Regions from separate parts of the Mus musculus genome. Here all the other regions are linked to region 1. The links are chromatin contacts, called in public Hi-C maps. All regions are on one chromosome and are shown on one strand. Each heading gives the region's core, a stretch centred on a gene start, on an enhancer-like site or on the middle of the called end of the contact. The rest is flanking DNA. Distances are from core to core; before and after follow the strand shown.

Region 1 (5,537 bases), core at 1,445-3,944:
CACGTAAAACACGTGATGGTACACCCCCATAACCTGGCAACCAGGAGGTAGAGATGGGAGGATCAGAAGTCTAAGATCATCTTAGCTACAAAGTGAATTCAAGGTGAGTTAGAGATACATGCAACCCTGTTTCAAAGCAGGAAAACAAACAAATAAACAACAACAACAGCTACTCAGATTCTTTTCTCATAAAAATTCAAGCATCTTTATCTTCCCTCTCTGATCTGAAGTTGTACTTGCAGTATAATATATTAAAATAAATTTCCATTACCTGTGAATATATGGCATGTAATACATACATATGACAAAATAAATATTATATATATATATATATATATATATATATATATATATATTCAACTATTTGTAAATGCCTGACATCCATAAAGAAAATGCAGATATTCCCTTTCAAAAGCCTAAAACATGTATGTGACCATGATCCCAGGGTTACTTTGTGATTAGAGAAAATATTGCCTTCAGAGTAAATGTAATTGTGTCTGTGGTACTCATGTTATTTAGTTGTTCTGGAAGATGTATATATGTTTTATCATAAAGACTCTTCATATGTGAAACTGAAATTCAGTAGAAAATTGATGCATTCAGCTTTGGAACGTTGGGAATCTAGCCCTAGCTATCTATCTCAATTCAGTAAATACCATTCGTCTTCCCTGGTCTTTGTCTATACCATCTATATGAAAATAAGTGGGAAGGGGATTATAGAGAAACAATAATTAAATGTCACATACTAGGACTGGGTCACAATGAAACTAACACAGACAGTGAGTTGGGGTACGGTCCAATCCAACTAAGATAGAAGCCATTAGAGATGGACTGCTAAAGTCAGCAAACAAAGTAAGGTTGAGGAAGCATGGCAGGGTGTTAAGATGTCAATGTGAGAGCTCCAAGATTAATTAGACAAGTATCAAGCTGCCAGCAATGCTGAGAATGGATTGAACCCAACTAATATGGGAGGTGGGAGTATACAGTACAGGACTACTGAAGTTTAACTTCCAGCCCAGATGAAAATTCTCAGTGGGAAACAGACAGAGAAGGGATGGTGTGACCCAATGAGTTTTGCAGTGACCAAAAGCAAACAAATGTGTTAACCTGCTGATCTGATGATAAAGGGAGGCGCCCAGTGAGACTGCATGGTGCAGGTCTGTCTGGTGGAGTGACAGGTCAGCATGGGTAGAATGACAAGCTGTCAGTGGTGACTTCTTCCAGGATTAGAATCCCAAAGGTGCTGGTTCCTTAGTCTGGGTTGATAGAGAAGCATTTTCCTGTATACATACATACATACATACATACATGCGTACATACATACTTACACACACACATATATGCTTGGAACTGGAGCTGGGGTGTTAGATCGATGTGTAAATCACTGAGATCCTCAGTATGCAGGTAAAAGCTAGGCTGGCAGCTCACATATGCAATACCCATTCTGGGGAGACAGAGACAAATGGATCTTTGGAGCTTCTTGGCCAGGCAACCTAAATCTAACAATGAGCCCCAGGTTGGTTTGTGTAAGCTCTTGTTTTCAGTGGTGAATATTCCCCTGTGCTCTAGGCCTTAAGTTTAATCAGAAAGCTGACGTTATCCACAGCACTTATGGCACTATAGTGCTAACTGACGCATCTTGCTTGGCACTGCCATTGTGAAACATGCAGAGGCCACAGTTGAATGGTACTTTGACTCATAAGCATCCCTAGCAACCTTAGTAGAACTTTGTGGGACTACATGAGCTAGCCTGCAGGGAGGAGACTCTCCCAACTCTTTCCTCATCTTATTTAAAGTCCTGCACTACTTTGTCTTCAGCAGTAGGTTCTTTCCATCAGTTCTAAAAAGCAACTGGTATCAGTGGTGATATCCTTTATTGTTAGAGGGGCCTTCTGGGACAACTGTTAAGGCAGCAGTCCACTGCTAACACTGGGATCTCAAAACCTTATGCTTTGGAGGAAGCCCTGTTTTAGTCTTATGGGACCCACTTATTTTCTCTGTAGGGTTTACAAGACAAGAGTGTGACAGTTATTTTACAGTTTTGTGTAGATATCAGCTCTGCAACTTGAACTTAAACATTACAAATGTGGACAGTTACTTCCTATAGGAAGGCAAGTGGTGTATGTTGGAAGAGACTGGCACTTGGAAGGTCTCCACATCCCCCAAGGTTGCTCACACTCACCAGACCTTCTTACTTGCTTTCTATGATGACCTGGCTCTGCATCTCCCAAGACACTCTTGTTGGATCTGTAGGAATAGGTTTCTTTGCAAGAAGGAACAATGATTTAGTTAAAACCAAGTCTGAGGAGATGGAGAAGAGAGTTTTAGGCATGCTAAGGAAGCTGGGCCAAAGAATTCTCAGGTTTTCATAGACATGTTACCTTCTAGGAGGCTGTTATTTTCTGTGAAGCGTTGTTACCAGAGATCTCTGTCTCTGAGAGATATAAAATTAGCCAGAGCTGCATTCCTATTTATCCCTGGAGTAACAGGCTGGCTCAGATGCCACACAGGGCAGGACAGACCTTTCTCTCTGCCCCAAGGTAGCAATAAAAGAGTTATCAACTCATCTTGATCCTCCTCTAGGACTCAAAAAGAAAGAAACAACAACAACAAAAAATCTAAGTCTGGCACCTAGTTTCTTTCCTGAGTGGGTTGTCATGGCAACAGGATATAGCAACTGTTTTCAGTATTCTGGGGCCTTGGCAATCCTCACGAGTTTCTCTGCCTCAGCTTCTATGTATGCGCAGACATATGGACACCAGAACCCGTGCCAGCATGGAAGAGAGGGACGGAAATTCATGCCAGGATCCCTCTGGGGTGCTCGCGACCTCAGCTGACCTTAGAGTTTAGCTCACTGCACACCAGTGCTCTGAGCAGGACCCATCTGGTTCCTGGCCTGGAGGAATTTGACAGCTTTTGCTATGAAGTGAGGGACTGAGTTCATTGAGCTCAAAGGTCAATGCCAGCTCCAGAGGCATTGAATCCAGAGTCCGAATCTCAGTAGTTCAATTTCATTCCAGAGGGCCACGGTTTTGTCTTGATCGTACTTGTTCTAATAAAAGGAAAATTTCCTTCATTGTGAATATTGTTGATACTACTATTGACTCATGATGAGTGGCTTCATTTTAACTCACAAATACATGATGTTCTGCATTCAATACACATTTAAGAAGGCAAGATTTTGTGCCTGTGTGTGTGTGTATGTGTGTCTTGTGTACTTCCATATAAGGATCTTTATAAATGGCAATTAAGATTTTAAACTGTCTCATTTGGATATTTGAAAGTGCAAGGCGACCTTGCATATTCACATGTCACATTCGATGTCCACATATTTCTGTTTTTCCCTGTTTTCACCTCTCATTATCGATGTCTATGTGGCATGTGTCTGTATTATTTACTCATATTCTTGTGTCTCTGCATGTCTGTGAATGTTTATCTATAAATGAACCTCAGTGTGTGGGCTATGTTCCTGGTATGTGTCTTTGTATGTGCAGTGTGTGTCTGTGTGTGTGTTCCTTGCATGAACATATCTTCATACGCATGTGTGCAAGTATACATACATATGGATCTGATGTGTATATTGGTGTGTCTCTGTGGATGTGGAGATGTGTGTGTGTGTGTGTGTGTGTGTGTGTGTGTGTGTGTGTGTGTGTTTGGAGCATGTGTGTCTATATATGAGTATAATTTATCTATGTGTGTATGTGCCTGACAAGCCTCCAGCTTGAGCACAAGTTCTCTTCCTCCAGAGACTCAGAAGAGAGTGTGATGATATCCCCAGCACTCTGGGTAATTCTTAGAAAATGATAGGAGGTCAACAACCCACTGGGGAAAAAATGAAGGACTGCTGATATAAAGGAGTCAGTGTGGGCTGTGGAAGTTTTTGTTGTTTCCATTCAAAAGTGTCTCTTGATAAAGAACATGCTGAGTTCAACTTTTCTCTGGAAATGTAACAAATAACTCTAAAATGTAGTGGCCCCAACTTTTGAAGTTTTAATTCTTTATTATTATTATTATTATTACTATTATTTAGTAGTAGTAGTAGTAGTGTGTGTGTGTGTGTGTGTGTGTGTGTGTATGTGTCACACATATGAAGAAGAACAACTTTAAAGAATCCCCTCCATCTACAATGTGATGAAGTTGGTCTCTCAGCAAACAAGTACCCTCACCTGCTGACACATCCTCCCTGCCTAAGAGCTCTTTCCTCTCTAATTTCTTATGCATAAATTCTGTCAGTCAGGGTTGCCGAAAAAGGGACAGTAAAGATTGCTGGCTGTTCTCCACTCTTATGGAGCCCTGTATGAGCTCACTCAGTCAGCTCAGGGGGACTCCTTGCAGCTGGCAGTTCAAAGATCTGAGGCTGAGGGACACTGTCCCAGGTTGCCTTATTTGCCCCCAGGTTGGTGACGTAGGAACTTTCTCCTTCCTCATCCATCCTTCTGTCTTTCCCAGTAAAACAGTGCACTGTCTACTGAACATTTTATATGTGAAGTATTTCATGTCTGTATGTTCTCTGGTTGTTTCTAACCTAAGACGTCTTTCGCTGACTTTGTATCTCCAGTGTCTTCACACTTTTGAGTGCACATGTTTGATGTATTTTACACACTCTTCTCTCTGTTTTTTTTTTTTCATAAAGTACTTGTAATCATCAGGGAATCTAATTATTCACCTGGTACTCACTCTGTAATTGTGTGTAACGTAATGGATCCGACATCTAGTCTTTGTCTGTGCCCCACATTTTGGCCAGGGTGAGACCTCGGGTGCTCCTTTGCCACTTTAATAAGCTGTTAAGCCAAGTAGGAGATCGCATTTAGATCATTAGAGGAAATAGATGTATGGGAGAGAGAGACCATTCATAGATATCAGTCCTAGAATGTAGAGGAGAAACACTGAGTCCCTACATCCATAGACTTGTTTACATCCACTCTTTAACCTGACAGAAGGAAAGCTAACTCGGGTCTTCTGAGAGGCAGCAAGGACTTTTAAGTGCTGAGCCATCTCTCTAGCCCCAAGAAATATCTTCTTTAATGCCTAACTTCTCAGTCAGTTCTTGCCCCCCCCCCCTCTCTCTTTCACACACACACACACACACACACACACTAGCATCAGGTAATGATGGATTCAAGTTTCTTTAGGAGACTTCCCCCTTTTATATCCCCAGTACCTCTAGGGCTGAGAGGAGGGGAGACACCTGCTCCCCATACTAATTTTCCAACTCATCAGTAATGGAAAGCTCCTTCAATATCTTTTTTTCTAATTAAATACATTTCCTGAGGTGAACTGCAGAAGGAATATTCAGAAGGACAAAATATTCATTTTTAAAATACATAAAATTGTACAGTACCCTGGCGCTGTATCTGTGGGGATGTAGCTGCTGAAATGAGGCATCTGTGGGAATTTTACTCAGGTACATTAGGATTATAATTGTAATTATAATTACCATCTTAGTTACTATTTAAATAATTTATTCAAGATTTCCTAATGCCATATTTGGTAATACCATATACATGCGCATGCAAACACATGCATATGTATATAAA
Region 2 (5,537 bases), core at 1,496-3,995, 980 kb before region 1:
GGGCTTTTGTTTCCTCATGACCCCTTTCTTCCTCCTACTTCTTAAGCTATGATTATTCCTATGGTCTGACCATAGTCTCTCTTCTTGTTTTTCTCCCAATTCTCACATGGCAATGCCATTCTCTTCTCACAGCCTTTATCAGAGTTTTGAACTTATATCTCATTGTCAACACAAGTTCAACAAGCACTGATAAGTCTGACCCACAAAGGGAGCCTTAAACACTGGCGGTAACCTGGATTAGTCCAGCTGCTGTGGAAGTCTGTGCGTATGTGAGTAGGCTCCTTAAAAAGCCTAAAACAGCCAGGTATGGTGGCACACACTTTAATCCCAGCACAAGGAGGCAGAGGCAGAGGCAGGTGGATTTCTGAGTTCGAGGCCAGCCTGGTCTACAGAGTGAGTTCCAGGACAGCCAGGGCTACACAGAGAAACCCTGTCTCAAGAAGAAAAAAAAAAGTCTAAAACAAGAAACCCAAGACAACACAGTACACATTAACCTCAATGCCTGTGCTTAGGGCAGCATGAGGATCAGCCTGGGTGTCTCACCAAAGACAATGATAAGTAAATGTTCCAGACACACCATAGAGCTTTCTTCAATCATAGAGAAGAGCTGTCACCTGCAAGAATGGAATTGGATGCCATTGTGTTAAGTGATACAACCTCTGTATAAGAATAAAAGTCACATGTTTTCCATCATATGTGGAAAATATGTGTGTGTGTGTGTGTGTGTGTGTGTGTGTGTGCGCGCGCGCGTGTGTGCTAGAGATAACATAATATCTTATCTCAAGTTATACTCTAGATCTAAAGTGACAAACCATCATGATACTGGCACAAAAGCAATAATATAAATCATATAGGTTATCTATATCCATATGTTTATATCTATATATTTCCATCTCTATACCTATATCTGTATCTATCTCTAATGTGAATGTGTGTCTTCTATGGAGATCAAGGAGAAGCTTTCTGGGAAAGGAGGATATTGGTATCAATATCCTTGCTATTTTATTGAGTGTCGGATATTTTTCTAAGTAAAGGTGACTTACTTCCCCCCCCCTCTACTTGTGATAAATATCTTTCCACATGCATTTCTCTCTCAGTTTCTATCTTCAGGAGAGACCCTCAGTGGTGGAACGCCCAGCTTCAGGAACATTACCATTTTATGGGTTTGTTACATACAGTTAAGTCCCCTTCCAAACAACCAAATTGTAACCAACAGCGCGAAAACACACAGGCTTAATCAGAATCTGGTTAGCCTTCAGAATTATTGTTATTTTTGCTAATGTAATATGTGTAAAATGATGCTTAATGAGTATTTTAATTTGTTTTCGTCTGATCACAGCAAGGTGGAGCATTTTTGCATATGCTGATTAAGCTCTGAGTCTCTTGCACAGGCGATCAAATCGCACCTTGCTCAGCCGTCTGTGGGGCTTCTTATTTCCATGAGATAATTGTGCATCTTCGTACAGTACGGCCCATCTCATGCTTTGTCTTCCTCTTAATTTTTATATTTTGAGTGTAAAAAATAGACTTTTTAATAGCATTAAATTAGACTCCCCCCTTAACAATAGGGAAACTAATGTCTGAGTATAGTTAAACATGCTTAATGTTATTGTTTGACATGTTTTATAAGATTAGAAAGTATTTACTTTTTGGTAATACAAAATTTATTTTGATTTATGTGGTTAGTAGAAGATGTTTTTTTTTCTAAACAGATAGAATCAAACTACTTTTTAAAAGTATTTTTGCAAGCTGGGTGTGGTGGCACCCACCTTCAATCCCATCGTGCCAGAGGAAGAGGCAGTAGATCTCTGAGTTGAGGCCAGTCTGGTCTACATAGCAGATTCTAGGCCAGCTGGGGATGCATAGTAAGACCCTGTCTAAAAAATGTTTGTTTGTGTGTGTGTGTGTGTGTGTGTGTGTGTTCACATGTGTGTGGGCCCATGGGCATGTAGAGACCAGAGATTGAAGTCATGCGTTTTCTTCAGCTGGTTACCCTATATACTAAGGCAGGGTCTATAGCTGAGCCTTGTGTTTGCTAATCCTGGCTAGTCTTAACTAGCCAGCTTACCCTGAATAGTCTAGCTTCACCCACGGAGTGCTAGGATTAGAAGCCAGCCATTGTGCATACTTAGCTATTTTTAAAATATGTACTTTATGTGCGTCTCTCTATGTGTATGTGTACATGTGCAGGTGCTTGCAGAGGCCAGGGGAAGGTGTCAGATTCCCTGGGGCTGGGATTACAGGTGATTGTGAGCCACCTGACATCGATGCTGGACTATTTCCCCAGCCCAGCTCCTCAGACTTAAGCACTTTTTCAAAGCCACTTTGGTTATTTGAAGTGACGTATTCAGATACTGGAGATGAGGATGCAGACATATTTGGCGGACCACTAACATGCCTACCATAAACAGCTCTGGAATTTTACTCAAAAATGTTGAGTTTTGTTTAAAACGTGTGTAGAAGAAGTATCAGCAGTAGCGTAGTGTTCTTTGTGACATATCTACATTTCTGGTGCAGTCCTGTCTTCGTGGAGATTACTTGGTGACATTTAGAGGTTTGCACCTATAATTTTAACAACACCGTCTCATTAACTATTTGTCTTAAGCTATGTGTTGTCGACGTGCACAGGACTTTTCTTTGTACACATTCTTCCTGAGTGTATTTTTCTAGCCAGTTCTCACTTGATGTCCTTAATTCCTTATGAAACTATATTCCCTGATGTAATATCATTTGGCATCCGCTCTACAAGGAGAAGCATATGTTGGCAATAGGCAGTGCGATGAGAATGTTGTTCCTAGGGAATCAGTTTAGCAGTGCCATATTGTGAAACCTCCATGTTCATTATTTATTTGAGGCAATACAAAAATGCTGAGCACCGAGGTGACCTTCTGAGCTGAGCAAACGCTGCTGATATTATATGTGACCTACTTTGCTCAGTGTCCTGAGCCGAAGGATACCCTGCAGCCTGGTGGACTGCCCTGGCAAAGGAAAGTGACATATGGGCCTGGGGTTGAGAGATAGTTTTTGCTTAGGGACTGTGTACAGACCTCCTCAAATGACTCATTAATGTCTACATCAGGGAGGTTGTAATTTCGGATCTGCTTCCTTCCAAGTCTGATATTCATGTTAAAAATGAGCTCTTGATACAAAGGGTAACCTTGGAACTCACTGACAGGAGACCTGGTCCAGTCTCTAGTGGGAGGAGGCAGCTCAGGCTCACAGGGCACCGATTCCTGTTTGAGAACAGGGAGGTGGGAGAGGATTGAACTCAGTCAGCTGACTGATGGATATTTCTAAAAATCCAATATAAAACCAGGTATGGCAGAGCATGCTCATGATCTCAGTGTGTGGGAGGTAGAGGCAAGAGGATTGGGGTTCAAGGTCATCAGTGGCTACACAGCAAGGTGGAGGTCAGCCTGGGCTACATGACACCCCGTCTTCAAAAACCAAACACAAAACCAACTAACAACAAAATACAACATCCCTTTAAAAAGTCTACAAGGCATCTGTCCCTTCAATTTCATATTTAAAAAAAATTTTTTTTAAATGTGAGTGTATTTGTACATGTGTTTGTATGTAGAGGGTGTGTGTGTACGTGCTCGCATGAATGTGCCTGCATTTGTGCATGTGTGGGGGACAGAGGACACCCTTATTGCCATTGGCCAGGAACCCACCAAACAGGCAATACTAGCTGGCCAGTGAGACCCGGGGATTAGCTGGTCTCTGCCTCTCTTGCTGTTTCTTGTGTTGCTTCTGGGCATCAAACTCGGGTCCTTAAGCTTACAAAGCACCTAGTGGAGCCATCTCCCCAGGCCCGGTTTTCTTTCTTGTTTTGTTTTGTTTTGTTTTGTTTTGTTTTGTTTTGCTTTGTTTTTCTAGACAGGGTTTCTCTGTGTAGCCCTGGCTGTCCTGGAACTCACTCTGTAGACCAGGCTGGCCTCGAACTCAGAAATCCGCCTGCCTCCGCCTCCTGAGTGCTGGGATTAAAGGCGTGCGCCACCACGCCTGGCTTTCTTTCTTTTTATATGGTTTCTTGGGAAGCGTCTAGGGAGTACGAGATCTTTTTGACATTTAGCTTTAGAATACCTTTGCTCCTTTAAACTAATTATCAACCAACCAGCAGGATCTTGGAAAGCTTCAGAATTCCCTGCTCTAAGAATTGATAACAAGTGCTTGATTTGATTTTCCTTTCTGATGCCATAGGTATCCAGCATTTACAAACCATGCCAATTTTCTTATTTTAAGGGTTCATTTTTTTTATTTATGTGTGTGTGTCTGTGTGTGCACATGCATGTGAGTGCCATGAAGGCCTGAAGAAAGTGTCAGATACCCCTGGCATTGCAGGCAGTCGTGAGCCGGCAGCTATGGGTGCTAAGAACTCCAGAACAAGAGCAGCAAGTGCTTTTTATTGCTCCTCTGTGGATCTTCAATCCATGTTACATTTTGAACACTGGATCTGCTGGCCTTTGTCTCACAGAAAGCCTTTTCCATAGAGGCAGGAGAAAGCCTGTGGCTAATCTTCATGGAGTCTGGCTGGGTGTGTTTTGTTAATATAGCCTATCCTCACTGATGGAAATTCCTCTTCTCTCCTGTCACTGGAGTCAGGATTGGAGTGTGAGCCCAGCAACCTAACAGACTAGGATTGGCTCTATACCTTTAACAGGCTAGTTAAAGAAACACAGTAGTGATGAGAGAGAGAGAGAGAGAGAGAGAGAGAGAGAGAGAGAGAGAGAGAGAGAGAGAGAGAGAGAGAGGAGAGACAGAGATTTCCTCAATGTGGCCACATTGCAGAGGAACAAAGTGGTCTGTTGACTTCCAAAGACCATCTTTCAGGATCTTAACATGAGATTCGGTTTTACACAAAAGCATCAGGTGAGCCATCTTGGTCAAGGTGTGGTCACTGTCACCCTTGTCTCTGTTCCAGCTTTTCCTGCAAAGTGGTTTGGCAGGTTCTCAGAACCCCGTGACATCACTTCCAGGGAGGCAAACTTTCCCTCTGGCTGACACCAGCTTTTCCTTCTCGCAGCATGAGACTCTTGGGGAAATTCCAGTCCCTTGGGTTTTATGACCTCAATGTTCTGACTGCCCAAAGGGAGGGGCACAAACATCTCTTTAGAATTTCTTTATTTCTTCCCATTCTGTGCATTTGATACCTCCCGAAACTGGGTCTTTGCCAGCTAGGTATTGCTTCTTTCTCTTGCAGATTGGAGATGCTAATGTCTGAGGAGCACAGCGAGGCCAAGAAGTTTCAGACAGTGGCTCTGACCTCAGCTGAGCTCATCAGATCTGCAGTACTTTCTGCAGCAAGTCCCCATGTGGTTCACTGTTGCAGAATATTTGATCACATTGTGACGCCCAAGACTATATTTTCTGAAAAACATTGTTGCTAGTATGTTTCTGCCCTTATCGCACACCTTTAATCTCTCTGGCTGGAATAGACATTCCCTTACTACACACCCTTAGTCCCAAACAATGAAGGTAAAGTTAGTTTGTAGAAGGAAGTAGCCATTTTGAAAGTAACATCTAATTAGGGGCAG
Region 3 (5,537 bases), core at 1,172-3,671, 810 kb before region 1:
GTATCAGAGGTAGTATGGAATGGTGAACTGTCACTGAGCCAGATGGCTGAAATAGGACTGAATTCTCTCTCTCTCTCCTCTCTATACACTCACATGTTCCTCATGGCACTATTGTCTGTCTCCTCTAAGTCCCCAACTGTCCTATGTCACCCTCTGATCTGTCATATTTGTGGTTTGGCTTGTCTTGGCTCAGAATTCCCTTCCTCCTTTGCAGAGATAGATTCTTATATGCAGAGATGGGACAAGGACCCATCTGATGAGTCAGGAGAAGCTGAAGGAAGAGTCAGATAGCCAAGGGGCATGATCCATGGAGAGTATTATTTCAGTGGTTCATTTAGGGAGCTCTGGAGTCTACAGTCATCCAGAGAGATGCCCCACTCTGAGGCAGGGGAATTTAAACTCCTCCACCTGCCACCCACAGGAGACCAGATGCTTCTATAAATGATGGGCTTGTCCTTCTATTCTATTTGAAGTGTCTCCTGTCTGCTGGGAACAATTGTTCCAAGGAGGGGAAATTTTATGTCATGAGAATTGATATCCATGGAGATGGATGATGAACATGAGCCCCAGAGAAAGAGTCTTGGGTGGAGGAAGCACCAACAGCGTCCCAGCTACTCGAGTGCTTTACCTTGTTGACTTGTAGCCACTGTGTTTTCAAGATGTGGCTTTCAGCATCTACTCTTTGAGTCCTTCTAGACTTTTCAGTAAGTTATTATGTTCAGTTACCAATATCTCCTTTCTTAGTATGTGGAGGGAGGGCAGAAGTCTTTCCTCTGCATCCATCATCTCCTCAGTGGCCCAAAGCTACCTTTTCAATCTCCATCTATCTTTCCTATCACAGGACACACAGCACAATTAGGATCCATCAAATGGTGTTGGGTGTATGATGAAGTCTTTTCTTGGAACAAGAGTCATTTCTGTAACTCTCTGTGAGCTTGACTTCTCTCACATCGATCAGCAGAGAATATGTTTGTCTACGGATATCTCAGTGAGCTGTCGCGAAGGCCAAGCCAGAGAGTACTGTCTCAGCCATGAAGTGTGATGTGAAAACCAGATCTCGCTTTTTCTCGATCTCTGACAACATTCATAGAAAAGCAATAGGCAAATAGCATGCAAATGTCTTCCCCTGGCCCTGTCCTGCTCCTAGCACCCTGGACAGTTCCAACAGCACTTTCATTTTCTTATAGGGCTGATAAGAATCTATCAGTAACTTCTCATGAGGTGAGGTGAGGTGAGGTACCCTTCATCTCCTAGAGCAGGCTCTGCCATCTGTGCATCAGTCCTGTAGGCTGATGATTTTAGGGAGTGTGTCTGTCTTGTCTGATGTTGTTCTCTCTTGCTGACAGTTGAAGCCACAGCCTCAGTCATCACCAGCTCCCTCTGATACTTGGATGAGATGGGAAGGGTTAGACGCTCCTTGTTTTATAAATTAGACAGACTATGTTCTAAGGGGTTTCTGAGGTCACTCATGGGATCTTATTTCTGTTTTTGCAATCCTGCCAATGGAAACAAAATTGCTTAGAGGAGCCGCACATGTTTGATATTTCCTTCAGCGATGATGAATGACACTTACATTATTAATGTCTTACTTTCCTGGATCAGGTAGAGAGGAAATACCGCCATACTGGGCTCTTTCCTCTGGTCACTATCCGTCAGCATGATTAATTGTGATTTCAGGCAAATCTCTCCTTTCTGGGGGTGGGGGGACGCATACTGAAGTTCTGAGGGGGTGAGAGGAATGAAGATGAAAGTGGATCCAAGAAACAGATGCCAGCCCAGGGACCTGGCTCAGTGAGTAATGTGCTTGAGGACCTAAGTTCAATTCCTCAGAACTCATACGAAGAGCCAGGTATAGTAGTGCTCACTTGTGATCTCAGTGCTGAGCAGCCAGAGGAGGCCCCATGAGGCTCACCATCCAGCTAGTTTAGCCTGCCTGACAACCGCTAGGTCAACCTATGCTCATGCATTCTCACACACACACACACACACACACACACACACACACACACACACGCACACACACACACACATGCACAGAGAGAGCGAGAGAGCGAGAGAGCGAGAGAGCGAGAGAGCGAGAGAGTGAGAGAGAGAGAGAGCCAGAATGATAAGATATGCAGATATTTGCTTGGTAAGGTAGTGGGAACGGTTCCTCACATGAAAGATGACCTCTATAGGATGTCAGGATTGTGAAGTGATTGGTGGGAGAAGGAGTGTGAGAGGGAAACTCACTGCATCTCAGGTAGACCACTGGGTTCAGAGAGCCCAAGATGGACCCCAGAGGAAGAAAATGACCTTCACCTGTGTTGAGATTCCAGTAAGGTAAGGATGTAACCGAGAGGCCCCCGGAGATCACTGTGTCTTCTTCACGTCCATGGATGGGCTTGAAGACGACATGGTGTGAACTGAGGGGTGTGTGGGCGGGAACATATGGAGAATGCAGGGTGGATAATTGTCTGGGAAGTCTGGGTCTGAGGAGGAGGAGGAGAGAGCAGTAACTGCAGGAAATGTGGGTGGTGGGAAGATATTTTTAAACTAGGGAAGGCTTGAGTCTGTTTTTGAGAGATGTGATGAACAGGAAGTCTTGACTAGTTAGCAGAGAGATGGATGACCTGACAGCCAGAGGACACCAGGGACGAAAGCCAGGACCCAAGAGGAAGGACTCTTCTTAGATGTCACATCAAGGGTATACATGGCTTTGAAGACCATGCTCTTATTTTACCAAGACAGTGGATACCCCCTCTTTCATCCATCATGCCCACTGCAAACGTTCTCTGGACCTCACTTCTCAGAAGCTTGAACTGCAAACATGTGCAGGAAGGAAAGGACACATGTGTGTCTCAGATCCTATCAGCACTTTGTAAAAGATTAGGCTCTCTCTGTCCACAGTGTCTGACCTTTTGGGACATTCACGCCCAAAACCAATCTCCCTGATTCCCTGTGAGACTCAACTGGACGAGCTGCAACTGCAGGACATGTGATGGTCTTTCATTCCCTCATCTTGTCTAGACTCCTCTTTCTCTGGGTGCAGAAGGGGTGAACATTCTCTTCTCTAATGCCCTTGGTCAGTGTTCTTAAGAGTGGTGTGTGTGTGTGTGTGTGTGTGTGTATGTATTCATGTGTGTCAGTGCAGATGAGTATGTACCACAGTCCTTGGATATGGGTTAGAGGACAACCTCTGGTGTTGTTGGCATGAGATCAGGTCTTATTGGCATCGTGTATGCCAGCCTAGCTGTTCCACGAACTTCCAGGGTGTCTCCTGTCTGCCTCCCATATCCCTGGAGGAACAGTGAGGTTACAAGTACTTACACTGCTATGTCCGGTTTCTGTGTTTGAACTCTAAACTCATGTCCTCACACTTGTGAGCTGTCTCTCCAGCCCTCAATGCTATTTTTCTTATTAATAGAGCCACTTTGTGCATTTACCCAACTTTAGAGAGATGCCTAAATACTCTACCTTCCTCCCCTGTACTCAGTGGCCCAACTGCCACTTAATACAACTTCAAGATGGCTAAATACATTTTTAGGTGTTAGTAAAATTGGTGGTGACTATTGTGCTATATTAAAAAATCCTAGGATTATCATCAGCATCAATATCATCATTGTTATTTTGATAGTTATGGTATAAAACGAAACGTGGTCTCATGTTTTACAAGCTGTCATCAAACTTATGATGTAACCAGGTGTGACCTTTAAAGTCTGATCCCTTTGCCTCCACCTCTGGCATCCAGGGACTACAGACAAATGTCACCACAACCAGTTTACATGAGGCTGAGTGATGGACTCAGAGCTCCACATATGCTATGAACATGCCAATGAGCTATTTCTCCAGTTCTGAAGAACTAGTTTTAAAAACGCAAATCAGAGCTAAATTTTAATCTCTCATGTGCATAACTAATTTTTCCAAGACCTTAAGACAGAAGCCCATGGTTTGTTTTTAATATCAAGAAAGCACACGTCAATAAACACTCTATTCCCACACCACCCTAAACTCATCCCATCCAGTGACAGTGAAATATACACTGACAAGAGCAATAAGAAAAATAATAACGTGATTGCAGGATTGATGCCTATTTCTGGCTTCATAAATAAAGGACTCGGCTGTCAGTGATGTTTAATTTTTGTAAACGCCTCTGGAAATTTAAGTATGGTAAGAAAACATTAGTCGGAGATAATGTTCAATTTCTCCCAACATAAGCTTTTAAACCTTGGCCGTGTGCAGTTTTCAGTCTGGGGCAAATTCAGAGCAAATCTCTCTGGAGCAGATTGTGGCGGGTTTGTTTTAAATAGGCTAGCTTTGTGTTACGGTTCTAGAGGGCAGGAAGGTAGAAATGACAGCAATAACAGGGGTAGAGAATGCCAGAAGCCTATAGCCTCACGTCTGCAGAACAGAGATGCTCTCCTCTATACATGAATGTGGACTCCCATATGCCACATGCCAAGTTTGGAAGGACCAAGGGTTGTGCACAGGAACGGTGGCCACAGCTCCCTGTTGGACATCGTGATGGCTTGGTGTTTTTTTCTCCTACACAATTGCTCTGGTGTTGAGTCGCCTCCCTGGAGCAGTATCATCAGCACATGGGTTGAGTAACAGACAATTTCCTGTTATCTCTGCCCTGTCTATGAAACTAGAGAAGCTAGCCAGAGAGATATGGGGAGTGTGTGTGTGTGTGTGTGTGTGTGTGTGTGTGTGTGTGTGTGTGACTGCCAGAGATCCATTCTACTGCCATCTCTTCAGAACAAGCTCATTAGAAAAGAAAGCAAGGAAGCTACATTAGGGGTGTTAGGGTTAGGGTTAGGGTTAGGGTTAGGGTTAGGGTTAGGGTTAGGGTTAGGGCTCTTAAGTGCTCTGTTGGACATATAGAAGTGGTTTTGTGACCTCAAACTTGTATCAGATCAATGAGTGCTTGCTAAAACACCATTTTTTTTTGACTGCTACCTGTGTTATGAAGGTCTGGGAGTGTGGATGCAGAAATGTGAATTCATAACCAGTGCCATGTACTGTTGATGCTGCATGCCAGGAGACCATCTTATGAGAACCCTTAGTCTAGGGTCTCTTGTTCCTGATGCTGGACTGTCATAGGCCAAGAGATGCATCTTTCTGCACCTATGGGCCTAAGGATGCCCAGGAAGCGTTGACACACTGAAAGAATAAACAAGAACCCTTTGTGTGTGTGTGTGTGTGTGTGTGTGTGTGTGTGTGTGTGTGTGTGTGTTCAGGTACCTTCAGCAGAGAGAACCTCACAGAGCAAAGATATGGGCTGGCCAGCAGATCAACCACAGAGTATGACCAGCCCTCCCAAATCTCCTAGAATTCCCCCTTTATTCCTGTGTTAGTGGGGGGTTACTGTTGTTCTGACCTCAAAATCTGTGGATTGTGACTGTGTCAAAATGTTGTCTATGTGGGGTTGTTCAATGCATCCACTGTTCCTCTCAGTTACTTTGCTCACTGAAGTGTTTGTAAAGTTTCCTCATATCGGTACATACCCTTCCAGCCGGTTCATTTTACAGCTCTCTCTCCCTCTGCTTTCTCTGTCT
Region 4 (5,537 bases), core at 1,338-3,837, 700 kb before region 1:
GGATAGTTAATCCTAACTCGCAACATGATTAACTTGGAAATGTGCCTGGGAAATTAGTAAACCACATGGAGTTTGTCTGTGAGAGTGCTTCTCAAGTGGATTAACTGAAAAAGGGGCTGTCTACCTACATGTGGGGACTAGAAGGAATATAAAAGTAGAGGAAAGGAGAAAGCCAACCAGTGCAGGCATAAAAGCGCTCTCTCTCTCTCTCTCTCTCTCTCTCTCTATATATATATATATATATATATATATATATATATATTCTCTCTATACACACACACACACACACACATACATATATGTATAGGTGTGTGTAGAGATAGAGATAGAGATAGAGATAGAGATAGAGATAGAGATAGAGATAGAGATAGAGATAGATTCTGATTGGCAGATTGGAGTAATTCATGTTAGCCAGGAGTCCTGGCACTCTTATACAGAGAGTCATTGAATCTCATGTCCAGTTCATCTCTGTGCTCTCTTATCTGTATTTTAGAGACTCCTAGCACTTTGGAGTCAGGGTCCTGTATGCCCTTAGTTACAATATGGTGTCAAGAAAGATCCCCTTACCCCTGGGCCTGTAGAGCACACACTTTCAAATCAAAACAGCAAAGGCCCTGGCGATGGCTCAGTATTCACGTGCAGTGTAAGCATGGAGGCCTGAGCTTGATCTCTAGAAGCCCTGTACAAAGAGCTGGGCAGTAGTGTGTGCCTGTGAGCCCAGCGCTGGGGAGGGGGAGGCAAGTGGATCCCTGGGAAGCCAGCCTAACCTACTTGGCAAGTTCTAGGTCAGTGAGAGATCCTGTTTCCAAAACTCAGTTCCTAAAGAAAGACAGCAAAGGTCATCCTGATTTCCACATGCACTTGCATGCAGATGTACACAAACACACACATATACACACACATACACAATACATTCATACACATACACACATACACAACATACACATATGCATACACATACATACACACATATACACACATATACAACACATTCACACACATACACAACATACACATACACACATGCATATACATACATACATACACACATATATACATACACACATACACAACATACACATATACACACATACATACACATGCATACATACATACACACACATATATACATACATACACACATATACATATATACACACCTATACACACATACACACACAACACATACATACACACACATATACACCTCACACAACACATGCATTCACATACATACATACCCATGCACACATATACATACACACACATACATACACACATAATACATACACACATAATACATACACACATACACACATAATATATACACACATACACACATAATACATACACACATATAATACATACACACACACACACACACACACACACTATACCTGGAGAAGGGGTGGGTGGGACATCCCACAGCATGGATCATTAGAGTATGTTAGGAGCTATTGTATTTGCTTCATGCTTTTAAATTTCATTTAAATTCCATGTACATTTGCTGAACACCTAGCAAATGCTAGTTCCCACGCTAAGCCTAGGGGCGATTATAAAGATGAAGATGTTGCCTGGCCTTCGTTCCTGTGAAGGGGCCTATCGTACAAAGGCTGAGTTGTAGAATTAGGGCTAATCAGTCACATAGCCCTGGGAGCATAGAAAGACAATTGGTTAATTCTGCCTGCAGGGTATGTATGCTGAGAGATGAACACATTGCATGGCCAAGGAAAGACACTGGATTTTGAGTTTGTCAGTTCCGTTTTTTTTTGGTTAGTGATGGATGTGGGAGGGACCAGGCCATTGTAGGCAGTGCCACCCTGGGCAGGTAGGTGGTCCTGGGTTCTATAAGGAACAAGTTAAGCAAGCAATGGGGTGCGAGTAAGCAGCACCCCTGGGTGGCCTCTGCTTCAGCTCCTGCGTTACGATTCCTTCTTCAGTCCCTTCGCCTTGACTTCCTTTCACGATGGGGTATGAAGCAGAAGTGTGAGCCAAGCAAACGGTTGCCTCCCCAAGTTGCTTTTGAGAAGTATTTTTATCACAGTGATGGAGAAGCAAATTAGAATACCTCTGTAGGCAGTAGTAGAAAAAAAGGCAATATCTCCTAACATTTCCTTACAATAGAGTTTTATTTCTGTGTTAGCACACATAGACACCCTTCCCCACTCTCTCCTCCCCCCCCCCCCCCCCCAGACACAGCTAAAGTCATACAACTTCAGCGTCCTGTTTTTTTCTGGTGGTCTGTATTATCACACGGCAAACATTCAGACTACACAGGTCCTGATGAGATCTCCTGGTAAGGGCTGCTGAGTTAAACTGCTTCCATATGGCAGGCGCCGTGGAACAGGCCCAGGCTGGGTTTGTGCAGAGGAGGGGTGTAGTTTCTCCCCATTAGAATGATTTATAAAACCTGTCACTCTCATGTCTGCAGGTTCATTTTAAAGGGATTTGGTAGGATTCTGTTTGTTATCGTGGAAGGAAGAGAATAATATTGCCCCAGTTTTCACTTCGGAGAGTAACAGAAAGTGACAGCCCAGAGGCACGCTGGAACGGTGACAGCAGGAGGGTCTACTGGGAAACAAGAAAGAGGGAGAGTGGCTCCCACTGAACACCTGCGTGGTCCGGAGCACAGTTCGGAGCGTGTCTTACCTACGGTTCCACTCATCCCGCAAGATAAAATGAAACCATAGCACAAAAGTGCGCTGGCAAGCACTTTTCCGATGTTCGGCCTAATTACTGTTTTCTTTTTGTCCCAGGGATAAATTCATTAGAGACCATTTCTCAATTTCTGCGACCAGATGCTGATTTGGATTCACACAGTGGGTCTGTTTTCTTTTACCTGTATATTTGAAGTGGGAAGGAGGGAGGCAAGAAGCAGGTGGCCGGAATCATGGGAAGAGAACAAACGAGAGTGTGTGCCTGAAGGGATTAGAATTTTGTTATCAGTTCCTGCTTTGGATTGCAACTCCTGGTCTGCTGCACACTGGTCCCATCCAGGCACCACGGGAAGAGGGTCCCCATTTTCTTTCTACCTCCCACACCTTCCCTGGTGATAAAGAACTAAGGATGTGGGGCTGGCTTGCCACTCTGGAAAAGGAAAATGATTTAAATGTCCTTTTAATTCCTTACCAACCTTCACCCTTATTTTTAAAAGCATGCATTGATTGTACATAATAATGAGTTTCGTTGTAATATTTAACTTTTTAAAGGACATTTTTTTTTTCATTTTTAGCATTTTAATTTACGTGTATGGGTATTGGTATAGGTTTGTATATATCTGAGTGCAGTGCCTGCAGAGGCCAGAAGAGGGCATCAGATTCCCCTGGAGCTGGAGTGACAGGTGGTCGTGAGCCATCTTAGGGGATGCAGAGGAACAAACTCTGGTCCTCTGCAAATGGGTCACACACTCTGGACTACTGAGTCTCCTCCCCAGCTCTTCAATATGAAATTTTTATGCACACATGTAATATGTTTTGACCTCCCTCATGGTCTTTTTTATTTTTTTTTTTTTTTACCTGCTTCACATTTATGCTGACATCATCCTACCTAGCTGGTCCCCTTCTACTTTAACATTGTCCCCCCACCCCCAATAATAACACATGAGTGTATGAGTGGTGTGTGTGTGTGTGTGTGTGTGTGTGTGTGCATGTGTGTGTGTGTACATTCCAATGAGTTTCATAAGGATTGGATATAGGGGCATGGATGAAGGGTTACTTATAGAGGCATGGACAATTTATCAATAACTACACCACCAAAGAAAATCTCTCTCCATGCCCTCATTACAGTAGCTTCTTGCACATCCTCAGGGAGAGGTGGGCCCTCCTGGGCCTTTCCTTCCTTCCTGACAGAATGTTGACAGGGCCACCTGTGCAAGTTTTCTGTCAGCTCTGTTTTACCCTGATCTAGATTCTTAGGGCATTTAAAAGCTGCAGCTCTTTAATTTTGGACACGTTGAGACCAATTATTGTATCCAATTCCGTTAGCTATTCTGGCCCTATCAGCCCTCTGTGGACCTCAGCATCTGTGTATGGAAAGATCAGCTGTTTCAGAGATGGTCAGTATAAGATGCTCTCACCCAAGTGACCCATAGTCAGGATTCTACCTGAAAATAGGGCAGCTGAATCACTTTCCGGCGGCCACAGGAGCAAATGGCTGGCTTGCTACATTTTGTTCCCCGAGGATGATTTGATTGGATGTGAGTCACTGTGTCCTTTGTCATATTCTTCCCCAGAGCAAAAGCCAAAGATGGCCCTGAAGATTGTGCTTTGCATAATAAAGGCTTAGAAAGAGGAGGAGTTCTGAGGACAGAGGCGGATTTCTGCTACTCCTTACCTTGAATACCTTCCTGCATTTATAGCCAGTCCCTAAACATGCCATGAAGATGCATGCTGCCCTTGCTGAGACCCAAGCCTTGCCTCTCTCCCTGCAACCCGCTTTGGATACTGCTGCCTTCTCTGTTGTATTCCTCCAGATTTGCAGAAGGCTCATGCCTCCCTCTCCCATCCTGGTGCCTTAACTTCCTCATATGTGATATTTTCATTTTATACCCCAATCCTCTTCCTTTTATTTCTTTCAACTGCTTCCTACCCATGACCTCTCTAACTGCCCCATCTCTGGCCTAGTTGATTAGGGCCATCCTTCCTCTGTCATGTGTTGTGTTTAGAGCCCTTCACCAGCAGCATTGCACTTTAGGTATGGTGGGTTGTACAGCTTATTGTGAAAGGTCCCCATAGGCTCATATGCTGAAACACTTGGTCTCCAGACGGTGGCACTGTTTGAGAAGGTAGTGAAGCTTCTAGGAAATGGAGCCTCACTCGGGGGAGTAGACCTACTTCCTGCCTACTCCTCATGCTTCTTGAGTTTTTACCACCATGTGACCAGCCAGCCTCCTGTTCTAACCACTGCACCTTTCCTGTCTGCTGCTATGTCTTCTCTGCCATGTTGGACTCTATCTCTCTGGAACTGTAAGCCAAAATAACCCTCTTCTCCATTAATGTGCTTTGGTTCAGATATCTTTATCACAGCAATGAGAAAGCGTCTTTGATATCAGACTTCCCTTGAGGTAATATCCCCCTCTTAGCACTTTTAACCCTCATGCATCCTTCTGCATCTGTCTTCACGAGGACTTTCTCAGTTCTGCCTTACTGGATATGAATTATGTCTCATGATCATTTGAGGCCACATGAAATACTATGTCATGGTCTCTTGAATGAGTAGAGATAAAGGGCGTAGATGTTTTTGAGTCAGAAGTAGGTGTGAGTTGCAGTTGGCCATTCTCCAAGTTAAGTGGTCTTGGACAACGTGTCTAACCTTAGGAGTCTTAGTTGCTGCTCTCCACACAAATACACAATAAGCTCAGCGTGGTGCTTAATACAGCGGCTTGAAACATACCTCTCATTTCCACATCCTGATTCAGCCTCTGTCAATGATATCCGGGGAAAAGGCTTTTGCGGATGTTATTGCAAGGAAATTATCCTGGGTGACACAGGTGTGTCCAACTCAAGGGGAGACAAGTGTTCTTACAATAAACACGCAAA
Region 5 (5,537 bases), core at 2,103-4,602, 570 kb before region 1:
TGCAGGACTCTGTTTGCAGACTGCATGCACTGCTGAGTTCTGTCAATTTGACTTTCAAGTGCATATGGCAGCTTAGGTGATTAATCTCTAGCTGGGCTTGTGATCTTACAGCACCAGAGATTCATAGTCACAGGTAAGAGCAGTGCACAGATGAGATCTAGGTGACATATCTGCCCTTCCCGTGTTGACAGCAGGGATGGGATGAGGTTTGTATTTTCTTGACTGTATAACATCAGTAGGAGGGGCCTCCTTAAATCCATCCTGAGATCCTGGCTGGGAAGCAAAATGACACAGCAAGCCAATACTAGGTCTCCTGTTTTCCTTCCACCGAGGAGAGTCCAACCCAATTTCTGCTAAGGTCAGATGGAAATAGGAAGAGTAATTAATGAAGCTTGGTGTCCATTTGTCCCCTCCTCTGTGCTGTAGCATCTCCACTCCTCAAAACTCCAGAAAAGGCTACAATCTGAGATGGAGAGGATGAATAGTTTTCCCATGCTATTTCCTGACAGTTACATATTTACCGCCCAGAAAAATCTGATATTGCTGACTCCAAGCTTACACCTGGAGAGGAAATAGCTTCAGTTCTACTTATCTAGTCTCCAAAGGAAGTGACTGTCAAAAGCAGGTCTGAGATCAATGGTGTGAACTGCCTGCATGGGGTTTCAACAGCTTATTGGCCATAAATCAACTCACTCTCTGCAGAATGCAGACTGTTTCTTCTGGAGGTTAGCCCCGAAGGCAAGCTGTGCTGGCCTTGTTTAGCTCCTAGTATACTCACCATTGAGGCATCTAAAAAGACAGAATGAGCCTTAGTGAACCCAAGGGCAGATTGGCTTTAAACATGTCTTATTTTATAATCGAATCAGAGTCGAAACAGTGGTTAAAGTAAACCCTTGGCTGTTGACATGAAGATCAGTACAGCAAATTCACCCCAAATATATTTCTCTTGTTCCCAAGAATTCATCCACAATTAGAATTGTCATCTGACCATCTCTGGTTATATTCTGTATTTTTTTCTTTAAAAAGTTTTGGAAGAAAACAGGCCACTTCTTTTTAGGTGAGACTAAGGCAAGTGCCTTTTGGGAGTTTATAGTTGAAATCAAGCCAGAGTAGCTTGTGTTGGAGTTTTTATAACATGGAAAAGCCAGGTCCTCTGAACTTCTGCATCCCAAGACCCTTGTGCTTCTCACTTGAAATTAGTTTTCATTCATGTACGTGCTATGCCGGTGACACTCTGTTCTAATGTCTTGGTGATGATCACCAACCTGAATGGATCCAGAATCAACTAAGAGACATGCTGCACATGGGTCTGCAAGGTTTTCCCTGGAAGGATTCAGAAAGAGGTAGAACCTACTTTTGGTTTCTACGTAGAAAAGATCCAGTGGAAAAGCAAGGCTGTTTTTGCCTGCTCGCCTTTGCTCCTTGCCACCGAGGGTGGATGCATCTATGGTGCCACTTCTACACTGCCACTGTCTTTCACATTTTAGGCAATGACCTTCTCTTATTGTGACCACTGAGATAGTACATTAAGGTGCCCTCACCCTAACAGGATACAAAATGTATGACACCAATTGAAGTTACTCTTGGGTCAATTCAAGATTTTAAATGGAGCTTTAAAATTACTGAGAATTGTTGTCAGCTCTTGGATTTGTGGCAACACTGAGTGAGGCCATGGTTCCTGCTGCCTTGCCCATACTTTTGTATTTCCTGTGTTTCTTTGTAAGATGGAGTCTTCTCATATTTCCTGTGTTCCTTGAGTTCTTTGTTGTCCACTTTTTCTTCTCGGTTTTAACTGAAAATAATATCAAGGGCTATTCTTCTCCTTTGAGAAAATGTAGGACTAATTAAATTAAGTCTGTTGCTTACTGTTAATCAGCTGGTGGTGTTGGGACCTGGATTCAAGCTCACAACCCCCTCATTGCCCTTACTGTTAAAGTCTTTTGAGAACTTCAGACAGCATTACTGCATTTGCATCATTTCCACCCTCTCCATCTAGCTTCTCCCATGACCCAATCAATACTCTGTCTCAAACTCATGACCTCTTCTTATTCTGTTACACACACGCACACACACACACACACACACACACACACACACACACAGAGATAGAAAGAGAGACAGAGAGAGAGACAGAGAGACAGAGACAGAGACAGAGAAAGAGACAGACAGACAGACACAGACAGACACACCACACACACAGACACACAGTAACACAGAGATACACAGCACATACACACACACACAGACATACATATACACAGATATCACACACAGACATAGACATACACACACACCACACACACATAGACACACACATAGAGACACACAGACACAAACAGACAGACAGACACACACCACACACATAGACACAGACACATACCACATACACAGACACACAGACACAAAACACAGATAGATAGACAGACAGACAGACAGACACACACTATGCATACATAGACACACAAATACACACACAGACACCAAGACAGACACACCACACACAGACACACAGATACACACCACATACAGAGACATACATATACACAGATATACATACACAGATACCAACAGACAGACACAGACAGATGCACACATACATGTACAGACATACACACACACACAGACACAGACAGACACACAGACACAGACAGACACAGACACAGACACACAGAGAGACACAGACATAAGACAGACAGACAGATAGACACACACACAGTTGAGTCCATTTAGTGTTACTCATGTGTGCATGGGTTTAGGAAGAAATAGTTGGGATTGGATCACCAGCCTAGCAGGCAGCCTGTCCCTGGAGAAGGCACATCCTTTCTCAGCAGCCACCCATTGCCTGTAGTTCTTCCTCTAGGGCTGGGAAATCACGAGATTTCACCTATGTGCATTGGCATGTCACCTGGGCGCTGTCCTTGTCCAAGTTCTGTTTAGATGGCTGTACTTTGAGACCTCATGGATGCAGCTTTCTTGTCACGTGCAGACAGCACAGGCTCATAGCAGATGTCCTGCTCCTCTGGCTCCTATAGTCTTTCCGCCCCTTTATGAGAATAAATGCATTCTCTAAGTATCTCTGCTCCAAATTGAGAACTGGTTCCATTTTAACTGCTGCCGAGGAAACCCTCATTGCTCTCATTTCCTCTATTTTGGACTTGGGAAGGCTTTGTCAATATTTTGGTAATGTTCATTTTTGTTCTTTGCCACCTAATAGGGGAAGTTGACAATGGTGACCGTGAACTAAGACCCAGTTTTCTTTCCTGATATATGTGTCCCTTCATCTCCCCCCTACTGCTTTCTTTAACATATTTTGCTTCTCCCCATGTCTTTACCCAGGGTGTAAACACCAGAATAGAATGCACCATAAGGACGTTTTAAATGAAGACTTAGCAGCTGCTGGGGTTTTAGATGCAGTCATGGCTGAAGGTTCATTGAAACATCAAACATTTCTACTATTTTCTTCTTCTGAAGGGCTTACTTCCCCCCACCCTTTAAAATTAAAAATATTGTTTTAATTTGACCATGTTTTTCTCCTTTCCCAACTTCCTATCTCTCTACCCACTCGAGTTTATGTACTTAATCCCTCTGTCTTAAATACACACACACACACACACACACACACACACACACACACACACATACACACAACTCATAAAAACTTGAAGTTTATTTTGTGTTGACCAAGGATGCCTGGGCACAGTGCCCATTTCCAGAGTGTTGGTCACCCAGTAACACTCCATTGTAGAAAACAGAATCTTAGCTTGTTCCTGTTTTTTTCTTTTCCCCAGTTTTTGAAAATTTAAATGTATTAGAGTTTTGTTACTTGCCCAGAGATGTAGGGAGAGTGTGCTGTTGGAGGAGGTATCTCAGGTGCCCTGCTGTGTCTTGTCCACCTCAGACTTTTGTCCTCCTCCTTGCTGCTCTCTTCAGTTACACCAAGGGATGGAAACAAATGCATCGGAGGAAACTAAGCAGGATGCAATGCCTAGAAATCCCTATGTTTCCTCTGCTTCCCCTCTGCCCATCTCCAGTCCTTCTATCTTCATCGGTTTCCTACTAGCTGTAAGCAAATCTTAGACAGTGTTGCAGTGGGTTAGGGTTGTCTTAAAAAGGATGAACTGTCAGTTAAAATGAGCTTGAGTTTTAAAACTCCATGGTTGAAGTAGGATTAAAAACAACTTGTTTAATAAATGTCTAAGTGATTTAAGCTAGATCTGGCATCTGCATACATCTGGGACATAAAGCCACAGTCAAGACAGTGGATCTAAACACTCCTGCAAATGAGTCTTCAAGTCCCTGGAGAATACCCCTTAATACTATTATCCCATAATTCAGCTTTCTGTTACTGTGATTTTAGATTTTCTAAAATAATAGATAAATAAATGAAGTTTTTATATGAATGTCATGAAACAATATGAACTCCGTTAGTGAAGGATAAAGAGAAAAGTGATTTACTGAGAAGGGGCCAATCCATCGGAAGCACATAGCCATCCCAAGCATATACATGTTCAACAATGGCTCCAATAACATCAATTAGAGATGGACACCCAAGAAGACAAAGAGAATCTCCCCACAGTGCTAGCTGGAGCCCCTGGAAATCTTCCAGTAATTAATAGAAGAACTGGACAAAGAAATCCCAGGACTATCAATAACTGCCAAACACCCTACAACAACTTTACCAAATTGAAATTTGCTGAGTATTTCACACCACAAAAGCAAGATGTGCATTCTTCAATGTGTGAACAGAAAATCTCCTAGATAGAAAATGTATAGGCACTAACCAGACAATTGAGGGGTTTTTTGGTCTGCATTTCTCTTATCTTTAATGATTTCACTATGATTCTGTATTCAGTGGCCTAAACATGCATTAATTCTTTGAAAGACACAAACTACTGAAACACATCAAATAAACAGATAACCTGAATATATCATAGAGTTTAAAGTTATTTTTAGTAAGTATACATAATGGCAGGCTTCCTTATGGCACGCACATGCCTGTGCATTATGACTCTTTGTGCTTTTCCCTCTCTATCCTGTTGGTATCCTGCTCACCCTGACATATCCTGTCCTCTCAGTCTGTTTGAATCTAGATACCTTATAGAAGAGAAAGCATTTGATATTTTTCTTTTCTTCCTCCATTGTCCCAGCTTGTTTCCTGTTCTTTTTCCCTTTAAACCTCCTTCCTTCATGTCTGCTTGTCTGTCTGTGAAAATCTAGATTCCACATATGAGAGGAAACATGTATCAGTTTTCCTTACAGTGGTTTGTAATTTTTAACTGGGTGATCCCTACATTCACTCTTTCTCTAGGTCAACATAGCTTTGTTCTTCCTCATGGTTGGAGGATATTCCATTGTGAATGCATGATATAGTTCCTTTATCCATTCATCACTTCATGGACTGCTAGGCTGTAAAATATCAAGTTTAGATATTGAAGGACATAGATATGACTCACCAAACTTGTATAAATAATATATATTGAATTATATCTAGCATTTTAGACAATAACTTAGTCAAAATGGATCATTGACTAAATGTA

What was found. Hi-C and Micro-C count contacts between places; a contact is called where the count stands out from the background.
Region 2: a Hi-C map of cerebellar granule neurons shows a contact between it and region 1, with 5 times the contacts expected there. The contact joins two enhancer-like sites. A contact is called at or near these places in 1 of 39 promoter capture datasets (hippocampal neurons), 10 of 484 Hi-C or Micro-C datasets (brain, cerebellar granule neurons, cerebellum and 4 more) and 2 of 115 datasets of contacts at active chromatin or transcription factors (astrocytes and neural progenitor cells).
Region 3: a Hi-C map of cerebral cortex shows a contact between it and region 1, with 4 times the contacts expected there. The contact joins two enhancer-like sites. A contact is called at or near these places in 1 of 484 Hi-C or Micro-C datasets (cerebral cortex) and 1 of 115 datasets of contacts at active chromatin or transcription factors (bone marrow-derived dendritic cells).
Region 4: a contact with region 1 is called in a Hi-C map of cerebral cortex, with 2.2 times the contacts expected there. The contact joins two enhancer-like sites. A contact is called at or near these places in 3 of 484 Hi-C or Micro-C datasets (cerebral cortex and ventral hippocampal neurons).
Region 5: a Hi-C map of cerebral cortex shows a contact between it and region 1, with 2.7 times the contacts expected there. The contact joins two enhancer-like sites. A contact is called at or near these places in 6 of 484 Hi-C or Micro-C datasets (cerebellar granule neurons, cerebellum, cerebral cortex and 1 more) and 1 of 115 datasets of contacts at active chromatin or transcription factors (neural progenitor cells).

What each region holds. Positions count from the first base shown.
Region 1 is chr9:112,452,153-112,457,689 of GRCm38.p6, reverse strand. No RefSeq gene overlaps it. Among named protein-coding and RNA genes, the nearest start is that of Gm24957, 68 kb to the left of the region's middle. Within about 2 kb of position 2,694, at least 32 of the 459 cell types and tissues checked have an H3K27ac peak or open chromatin away from gene starts, as enhancers often do. A contact at or near this core is called in cerebellar granule neurons, cerebellum, cerebral cortex and 2 more, where this site is marked.
Region 2 is chr9:113,430,174-113,435,710 of GRCm38.p6, reverse strand. No RefSeq gene overlaps it. Among named protein-coding and RNA genes, the nearest start is that of Gm39438, 11 kb to the left of the region's middle. Within about 2 kb of position 2,745, at least 10 of the 459 cell types and tissues checked have an H3K27ac peak or open chromatin away from gene starts, as enhancers often do. A contact at or near this core is called in cerebellar granule neurons, cerebellum and cerebral cortex, where this site is marked.
Region 3 is chr9:113,260,750-113,266,286 of GRCm38.p6, reverse strand. No RefSeq gene overlaps it. Among named protein-coding and RNA genes, the nearest start is that of Gm36367, 32 kb to the left of the region's middle. Within about 2 kb of position 2,421, at least 3 of the 459 cell types and tissues checked have an H3K27ac peak or open chromatin away from gene starts, as enhancers often do. A contact at or near this core is called in cerebral cortex, where this site is marked.
Region 4 is chr9:113,154,706-113,160,242 of GRCm38.p6, reverse strand. No RefSeq gene overlaps it. Among named protein-coding and RNA genes, the nearest start is that of Gm46133, 16 kb to the right of the region's middle. Within about 2 kb of position 2,587, at least 23 of the 459 cell types and tissues checked have an H3K27ac peak or open chromatin away from gene starts, as enhancers often do. A contact at or near this core is called in cerebral cortex and ventral hippocampal neurons, where this site is marked.
Region 5 is chr9:113,024,451-113,029,987 of GRCm38.p6, reverse strand. No RefSeq gene overlaps it. Among named protein-coding and RNA genes, the nearest start is that of Gm36251, 96 kb to the left of the region's middle. Within about 2 kb of position 3,352, at least 14 of the 459 cell types and tissues checked have an H3K27ac peak or open chromatin away from gene starts, as enhancers often do. A contact at or near this core is called in cerebral cortex and cortical neurons, where this site is marked.